2 separate regions of the Triticum aestivum genome follow, and region 2 is linked to region 1. The links are chromatin contacts, called in public Hi-C maps. All regions are on one chromosome and are shown on one strand. The core of a region is the stretch at or near the end of the contact, and the rest is flanking DNA. Distances in the headings are between cores, read along the strand shown.

Region 1 (4,881 bases), core at 1,294-3,793:
AAGCGAAGTGATAAAATACATAAACCCTATCCACACTATCAATAATCAACTACACATGGAACACAAATGTTATCTTAGCAATCCTGAAATCCACATATTTCATAAAGGAATAATAGGAATAAAAAGCTACTGCAGTTCCATTGCCTAAACACTACTCCCTCCGTTCCAAAATAGATGACCCAACTTTGTATTAAAGTTAGTACAAAGTTGAGTCATCTATTTTGGAACGGAGGGAGTATTTTAAAAGGCCACATGCACAAGCGAAGCATCACTGCTACAAGCCTACAACTACTATAGCGGCACCAGTACACACTACAAGATATAAAGAAAAATTGGCAGCCACCGCACATTGCACTGCAAAATTAGTTGTGCAGACCCTAATTGGTCACTTACCCAGACATGAGTAAATCCAAGAAAATCAGAACCACTAGACTTAATACGGAAAGTGTAAAATATTGACTGCTCAGCCCAGAAATTCCTCTATCCACACTGTATAAAACATGGAAGTGCAACCAATGCAAAGTGTGCACTATTTAGTCTTGATGTTGTACACGGTTTTGCAGAAAAAAAAAATCTTATACTCACCACTGCCATTAAGAGCATCCAACACCTTTTGTAACTAGATTTGATTGTGATCCTTTTTTATCTTGACGTAATCCATTGTAAGTCATTACTTTATGCTACATTTAAGTTGAGTGCATCCAGCATATTGTGTGGTTGGATTTTAAGTTGACATGTGATGATGATGCAATATCATGTAACTGTGATTCCGCGCTTAGGATGGCTCTGTTGTTTCATTTGTAAGATTGCTATGAAGTTTATGGCATTTGCAAACAATAGAACCATGATTTTCAAATTATACTATGAACTACAATAGCCATCACTACAACTTTTGGGCCACACACTGGAAACATTACATTGAGAGGTACTTCCTCAAAGATCTATCAAGTATAAACATATGCACCTGGAGCACTCACAATATTTACAAAAAGCAGTTCAATCAAACTCCCAAAGTTAAACTGAACAATTAACTCCCGATTTCAACCAATCAGAGCATAGAATTCATTTCACCAAGACACCAATTACAAGTGTGAATAAAAACTACAAATTCGTAGTATATTATATGATTGTATCAACTAAGCCACATGAATGCCATGCCATCACATCGACTTTATGTATCTACTGAAAAATAATGTATGAACTAAATTAATTAGAACGATCTAATCTTCACACGTGAAACACATCTCAATAAATAATATTTCCGTTATGAAAGATGCACGCCACTACTCCTGCAATTTCCACATTAGTGGATCTTTCAACCAATTCTTAATACACTAACTAATTTCTCTAAACATAGAAAAGATATAATAGTTGGATCCTCTAATGCATTCTTATTATGTAAGAATGAATTAACGATGCCACTATGAAACAAATGGAGACATGAAATGAAAGCACCCAAACTTCCTTGCAGAAGTAGAAAAATGAAGCCCCAAAAAGTAAGCCAAGCCTTCAACCAGCTTATAACTTAACACGCAAGCAACTTAAACACCCAAAAATACTATACTACTTGCAAGCGAACCTTGAGAGTGATAAATTAAAGCAGCTCAAACATGCGCCGTATGCCAGAAGAAGCACTCTAAATTCCTAGCTCAAACACCTAAAGGAAGATTAAGCACATTTCTACAAAATCAGATGCAATCATGAGGAGAAGAACCCTATGCAGCAGGAAAATACCAACTCTGTACACAGCAATATCTTAGCTCAAAAACTACAAGCATCTCAAACATGCATAGTATGTGAGTATGCGCAACTCATACGGCCCAAATTCCCACCTTCGCAATTAAAAATATCAAAATGACAAGTAAAATCACCACACACATACAGGCATTTCCCGGAGACTATAGAAACAACAACAATGCCTACGTGTTACACAAGAGATTAACAATAAACCCTAATTTTTGAGCTAGATGCGCCTGAAAGCCACTAGGTGTTAGTACATCTTTCCATGAAGGTTGAGATGAAATTACCCCGGCCTTGGTCTCCGCCGCGTGCTCGTCCTCGATGTGCAAGCACAGGCCGACGCCGTCGAACTCCTCCCCGCAGAAGGGGCACTCCAGCTCCTCCTCCTCGGCGCCCCTCTCTTCGTCGTCGTCGGTCTCCTCCGCCTCCTCGAGCCGCATGAGCGCATCTGCCAAAGCACAAAACCCCATCAAAAACCTCCTCAGGAAACCCTCAAAATCACACGATTTGGAGCCAAGATCGGATCTTTGGGGCGGCGAAGCACGAACCGCGGAGCCTGGTCTCGGCCTGGAGGCGTTCGAAGGTGTCCATGTCCATGGCGGCGCCGGTTGGGGAGGGGGGGGGGGGGGGGGCTTTGGCTTCCTGGCCTGGCCGGGGTCAAGCCGGGCAGCGCCGGGCGCCGGGAAGGGGCCGGCGATCAGCGGGGTTTAGAGCTAGGGTTTTTGCGGCGGGTCGGAGGGGGGAGGGGAGAGACACACCGACACGGCCGGGGGGAGGAGAGAGAGTGTGGGTGGCTAGCTATTGGGTGAACGGGGGAGAAGCTTTTGCTTAGGGAGGAAGGAGGGGTGGCTATGTTGCAGAAACCCCCCTCCGGTATGGTGGGAATTACGGGGCGCTGTAAATGGGCTGACGACCTCAAGCCCAGTGTGGATCCAGCCTGCCCATTCTTGTCCACATTCTCTGGAAAAGAAAAGGTTCTTGTCCACATGCACATGATGACACGTTTCACTGAGGGGGGAAACCTAATGGCACGTGAGAAAATGGCAACTCGGCATCCTCACATGGCGTAGTAGCTTTTTTTTTTTTGCGTAGGTCCAAGAATAATGCACGTATACCAAACTTTGTTTTAGAGATGGCTCTGAAAAACGGAAGCTGTTACTCTTGTGTATAATAACATGAATAATATATATATATATATTCCTCAGATAGTAAGGCCTTATTCCGTCTGTATTATGACCATAAAGGAATTGATATTAAAATGGAACTTTAAAATTTTGCAAAATGCTCTTGTAGCTCAGTTGGCTCTCGCACCCGCTTAGTAAGCAAGAGGTCTTGAGTTCAACTCTCAACGAGAGCATTGTAGTTGTTTTATTTCTTTTGTATTTCAAGCTGTTGAACTTTAGTCTTCTTTTTTTCCATCTCGAAATGCTCAAACTGTTTCTCTCTTCGATGCTTCTCATTAATTGTGATGTTATTTTCTCTTCATGTAATGATCACAAAAAATCGGCTAGACCTGAACTTCCATCTAATTAACAAATCTAGCTATGTTTAATTGGTTGGATTTGCAAATCTAGGCGATGGTTTTGACCTAATAATTGCCCATTACTACCCTCTTCTCGAAATTAAACAAAGTTCAACACAATTATAGGCTTTGCCCTTTTGGGAACTTTTTGCTCTCTTTTATTTGAATGATTCTCGTTAATACCCTCTAACCGACAAGGAACTTATGGCATGTACTATGATTGTCAGAAAGTCACCATATCTTTGTTGAGGATGCAACCATTGCTGATCAATAGGAGGACTGACAAATGGAAGTAGTCTAATTCACCACCCAAGGTATTTTGTAGCATAAATTAGGCGTAACTCAATAAGATTGTTGGGTTTGGCACTAAATCCCTAATAATTTCCCAATACTACCCTGTTCTCGAAATTGCCTCCACTAATGTGCCCAAAAGATATCGAAACTGCAGTTGTTTTATTTCTTCTCCATTTCAAGATGTCGAACTTTAGTTGGGTTTTTTCTTTGCATTTCGAGACGTTCAAATTGTTTCTATCTTCGATGCTTCTCATTAATTGTGATGTTATTTTTTTCATGTAATGATCACAGAAAATCGACTAGACCTGAACTTCCCTCGAATTAACAAATCTAGCTATGTTTAATTGGTTGGATTTGCAAACCTAGGTGATGGTTTTGACCTAAGAATTGCCCATTACTACCCTCTTCTCGAAATTAAACAAACTTCAACACAATTATAGGCTTTGCCCTTTTGAGAAATTTTTGCTCTTTTTTATTCGAATGATTCCCATTAATACCCTCTAACCGACAAGGAACTTATGGCGTGTACTATGATTGTCAGATTGTCACCATATTTAGTTGGGGGTTTTTTGCGCATTTCGAGCTGTTCAAATTGTTTCTCTCTTCGATGCTTCTCATTAACTGTGATGTTAAATTTTTTCCATGTAATGATCATAGAAAATCGACTAGACCTATACTTCCATCTATTTAACAAATCTAGCTATGTTTAATTGGTTGGATTTGCAAACCTAGGCGATGGTTTTGACCTAATAATTGCCCAATACTACCCTCTTCTCGAAATTGAACAAAGTTCAACACAATTATAGGCTTTGCCCTTTTGAGAACTTTTTGCTCTCTTTTATTCGAATGATTCCCGTTAATGCCCTCTAGCCGACAAGGAACTTATGGCATGTACTATGATTGTCAGACTGTCACCATATCTTTGTTGAGGATGCAACCATTGTCGATCAATAGGAGTACTGACAAGTGGAAGTAGTTGAATTGACCACCCAAGGTATTTTGTAGCATAAATTAGGCGTAACTCAATGAGATTATTGGGTTTGGCACTAAATCCCTAATAATTGCCCAATACTACTCTCTTCTCGAAATTGCCTCCACTAATGTGCCCAAAAGGCCCATTTAACTTTTCTCTATGAGGCCTTCAACAATTTCTATTAGCCCATGACCCCTAAATAAATCCTAGGGTACTCCCAGTAATTACCGGAGCCCTCTTATATTTATATTAGGTACCCATAAACATTTTCTACCTATCTGGCTTTACCCGGTATTATCCGGTATGCCCCAAAACTCTTCATGTAACTCTGGAGCGCTTTCGGTCACTCTCA
Region 2 (4,881 bases), core at 721-3,220, 300 kb after region 1:
GTTTATCTAAACTGATTGAGCCCAAGAAAAACACCAAATGGCCTATATTCTTTGTTTGTGCCAAAAGTTGTATCAAATGTGACAACGTCACCAAAGTGTGCATAGTCAAGAAGCATTTTAGCAACAGCCCAAAAAATGTTGGCTATCTTCCTCACAATCCAGCTGCAAAGCATATTGGAAAGATGGGTTCTCGATCATTTTGTCATGAAAATACTTCAACATACTACCAGCCTGACCGTAAGCCAACTCTCTTTGTCGCTTGGTTCGCAAACAATTCTTTTGATCACGACAAGTGTAGCCCAGGTTAAATGGTCCACCAACTTGGCGACAAGCAAACTCATGTGCAGCTTGGGGCATTATTCCTGAATCCTCGGCAGCTTGTGCCGACGCCGGAGGGGGTGGGGTGGAGGAGCCCGGAGTGGCGACGGAGGAACCTGCCGACGCCGTTTTCTTCAGTGGCCGCGGCTGGAGCTCGGTCCCCTGTCTTTCCTGCGACGGCGGTGGGAGGGGGGGCTGCGGGAGACCGGCGGCGGGGGCGGCGGGGGCTGCGGGAGAGCGGCGGCAGCGGCTGGAGAGCGGAAACGGGGGTGGCCGGAGAGCATCGGCGGGGACGGCCGGACAGCGGCGGCGCGCGGGGGGGGGGGGATGCCCCAGCCCGCGCAGTTTTCCCCGACCTGCCCGAGATAGCCCGCGCGATGTGTCTGGCCGCCCGCGTAATTTTTCCCTGTGTTGAATTGCGTTGACTGGGTGTGAACTGCTGCCAGCCGTAGGATTAATTTGGACGATGGATGTAGGGGCGCAAGGCACACCGTGACCCGCCTTTGGCAAGGCATGGGATCTCAGTCCGTAAGGGAGTGGGATGGGGAGGAGGGGGTGGAGAGAAATGAATTGGATAATGAGCTTTGTCTCCGGTCTAGGGTTCGTTCGGATTGGGATAAATGTGAGGTCGAGGTGGGCTAGGGTGAATCGGTCCAACGCGACCGAGTACGCCCGTGCCTCCATATACCCGTTCCGGATTTAGGCTTGGTTTGAGGGGTGCCGGTCAATTTAGACGGTTGCGGCCGGTTTAAAGAGACCGATTGCATCACGATTTTGTGACCGGGCATTGACTGGGTAGTGTCGTCGGCTTGGTCAGTTTGGGGAGCGGGTTGTAGTTCGTCTCAGTTTGTGGAAAGCACCCTCTAAGGGCATGTACAATGCATAGCCTCAAGGTAATGCCTCGCATGCCATATAGGATCGGATATGACGTAAAGTAGGTTCGGATAGGGAAGCAGGATCCTCTCCAGGAGGCGGGTGATTGAAGAGAAAAAACATGATCCGATGACAAAAGCTGAAAAGATTGGAGTGAAAAGTAGAGATGCATGTGTACTAGAGTCTTTATTTTTTATTTCTTAATGATGCCCACTAGTGATAGCTTGCATTGGAGAGGAAAAATTAATGTAGATGTTTCAAATTACTTTTTGTCATGGGACATATATATCCATATGCCACCATTGTACATGCCCTGACACACAACGATAGTAAATTATGGCCAACATGCACATGCGACATGTACCGCCCCGGTAGATCAATGATGATACTACATTGAAGAAAACGAGAGTGAAACTTGCACCAGTGGACCCCATCACATCTCATGTAAAAAAGCTAAGCTGGACAAGACAAAGAAAAAATTCCAAAATCTTTACCACCGTCGAAGGAAAGAAATGGAGACCCAATCACGAGCTCAACCCCAAGAACCCGGTGGCAGGTCCCTCTCCCATGGCCCACGTGGTTCACTCCCGGCCAAACGGCTACCTCCCTTTCCGTCCCCTCCTCATGCTCTCCCCCGCTCAGCCGAATCAAACCTCAGCCGTCCGATCCAGCATCCCACGGCTGGCTCCCACCGACCGTTGCTCCACTCGAAGCGCTCGCACGTCAGAGCCGACCCGACCGTTGGGCTCGCCGTTCTCGAAACCGGAGACGGAATCGAGGGGAATAAATAACGCCCCGCCGGCGACCGCCTCTGCCATCGCTCAGATCCTCCTCCCGGTCCCCGAGGCCCCAATCGATTGCTCAATCCTTCCTCTCCACCACCCCACCTTCACAGATCTTGCTATAATTCCGACCACCCTTCCTTTTGCTGTTCTTTGAGCGCGAGGAATTGAGCTGCTGAGCGCCCTGCGTGCTGCTGGTTCTTGAGCTCAGCTTCCTGCTTCTTTGATCTGCTGATTTGGAGGAGGGGGAGGTGACTCGGTGGAGGGATGTCGCGGCGGCTGTCGTTGCCGGCGGGCTCGCCGGTAACGGTGACCGTGTCGCCGACGAAAGGGAAGGGTGCTGGCGGCGGGAGCCCCGGGGATGGTGTCGTGAGGAGGGGGTCCGGGCTCACCAGCCCCGTGCCCAGGCACTCCATCGGCTCCTCCACCGCGACGCTGCAGGTCTCGCCGGTGCGCCGGAGTGGGGGGAGCCGGTACGCGTCGAGGGATGGCGCCGACGCCAGCGCCGAGTTCGTGCACTACACCGTGCACATCCCGCCCACGCCGGACAGGACCACGGCGTCCGCGTCCACGGACGTGCCCGCGGCTGAGGAGGAGGGGGAGGTGCTGCCGCAGAGGAGCTACGTCTCCGGCACCATCTTCACCGGCGGCCTCAACTGCGCCACGCGCGCCCACGTGCTCAGCAACTCCGCCGACGGCGCTCGGCCGGCCGCCTCCGCCAACATGTCCTGCAAGATGCGCGGCTGCGACATGCCGGCGTTCCTCAACGCCGGCCGCGGCGGCCACCCGCCCTGTGACTGCGGCTTCATGATCTGCGAGGAGTGCTACATGGACTGCGTCGCGGCCGCAGGCAACTGCCCAGGCTGCAAGGAGGCCTACTCCGCCGGCAGCGACACCGACGACTCCGTGGACGAGGACGACGACGACGCCATCTCCTCGTCGGAGGAGAGGGACCAGATGCCCATGACGTCCATGTCCAAGCGCTTCTCCATGGTGCACTCCATCAAGATGCCCATGCCCAGCAGCAACGGCAAGCCGGCCGACTTCGACCACGCCCGGTGGCTCTTCGAGACCAAGGGCACCTACGGCTACGGCAACGCTCTATGGCCCAAGAACGAGCACGGCGGCGGCGGCAACAACGCTGGGGCCACCTCCGGATTCGTCGGCATCGAGGAGCCGCCCAACTTCGGTGCCCGCTGCCGCCGGCCCCTGACGAGGAAGACCAGCGTCTCTCAGGCCATCCTCAGCCCATACAGGTACCCCCACCGGTTCTTCCTGTAAAAAACAATTGATTTTGGCTCCCTCGCACTCGCACGCTTGCAGCTGCTTGACTCGTCGCTTCTTCCTCTGCTCTGTGCAGGATGCTGATCGCGATCCGGCTGGTGGCGCTGGGGTTCTTCCTGGCGTGGCGCATCCGGCACCCCAACCCGGACGCCATGTGGCTGTGGGCGCTGTCGGTGACGTGCGAGGTGTGGTTCGCCTTCTCATGGCTGCTCGACAGCCTCCCCAAGCTCTGCCCCGTCAACCGCTCCTGCGACCTCGACGTCCTCGCCGACCGCTTCGAGTTGCCCACCGCACGCAACCCCAAGGGCCGCTCCGACCTCCCCGGCATCGACGTTTTCGTCTCCACCGCTGACCCGGAGAAGGAGCCGCCGCTTGTCACCGCGAACACCATCCTCTCCATCCTCGCCGCCGACTACCCGGTCGAGAAGCTCGCCTGCTACCTCTCCGACGACGGCGGCGCGCTCCTCACCTTCGAGGCGCTCGCCGAGACCGCCAGCTTCGCGCGCACGTGGGTGCCCTTCTGCCGGAAGCACGGCGTCGAGCCGCGCTGCCCGGAGTCATACTTCGGCCAGAAGCGGGATTTCCTCAAGAACAAGGTGCGGCTGGACTTTGTCCGCGAGAGGCGGAAGGTGAAGCGGGAGTACGACGAGTTCAAGGTGCGGGTCAACTCGCTGACGGAGGCGATCCGACGGCGCTCCGACGCGTACAATGCCGGCGAGGAGCTGCGTGCAAGAAGGCGCCTGCAAGAGGAGGCCGTGGCTGCCGGTGGCGCGCTGGGAACAGCTCCGCTGGCAGAGACTGGGGCCGTGAAGGCGACATGGATGTCTGACGGCTCCCAGTGGCCCGGCACTTGGCTCACCGGGGCGACGGATCACGCGCGCGGCAACCACGCTGGCATCATTCAGGTGATTGATCGAATCCATACATGTTGTTGCAGCTGACATACTAAATCCTTTCGAAATGCTTGTTCAATCGATTCGAAATGCTCATGTATCTTCTTCTCCAATTGATTGATGAACGCGCAGGCAATGCTTGCGCCACCGACGTCGGAGCCAGTGCTTGGCGGTGAGCCGGCGGAGTCCGGTGCGCTGATCGACACGACAGGCGTGGACATCCGGCTGCCGATGCTTGTGTACGTTTCGCGCGAGAAGAGGCCCGGGTACGACCACAACAAGAAGGCCGGCGCCATGAACGCGCTGGTCAGGACGAGCGCCATCATGTCGAACGGGCCCTTCATCCTCAACCTGGACTGCGACCACTACGTGCACAACTCGGCGGCGCTCCGCGAAGGGATGTGCTACATGCTCGACCGCGGCGGCGACCGCGTCTGCTACGTGCAGTTCCCGCAGCGGTTCGAGGGCATCGACCCCAACGACCGGTACGCCAACCACAACCTCGTCTTCTTCGACGTCGCCATGCGCGCCATGGACGGGCTGCAGGGCCCCATGTACGTCGGCACAGGCTGCATCTTCCGCCGCACCGCTCTGTATGGGTTCAGCCCGCCCCGCGCCACCGAGCACCACGGCTGGCTCGGCAGGAAGAAGATCAAGCTGTTCCTGAGGAAGCCCACCATGGGAAAGAAGACGGACAGGGAGAGCGAGCACGAGTCAATGCTGCCGCCGAT

What was found. A called contact is a pair of places that touch in the nucleus more often than the background predicts.
Region 2: a Hi-C map of leaf shows a contact between it and region 1, with 5 times the contacts expected there. The contact joins the promoter of LOC123110776 here to the promoter of LOC123110775 in region 1. A contact is called at or near these places in 2 of 5 Hi-C or Micro-C datasets (both in leaf).

The regions. Positions count from the first base shown.
Region 1 is chr5B:128,520,387-128,525,267 of IWGSC CS RefSeq v2.1, forward strand. It overlaps LOC123110775 (protein DEHYDRATION-INDUCED 19 homolog 4), which reads right to left and starts at 2,544. Exons shown (of 4, transcript XM_044531386.1): 1 at 2,289-2,544; 2 at 2,028-2,188. The coding sequence starts at 2,337.
Region 2 is chr5B:128,817,822-128,822,702 of IWGSC CS RefSeq v2.1, forward strand. It overlaps LOC123110776 (cellulose synthase-like protein D4), which reads left to right and starts at 1,971. Exons shown (of 3, transcript XM_044531387.1): 1 at 1,971-3,229; 2 at 3,334-4,162; 3 at 4,283-4,881. The coding sequence starts at 2,241.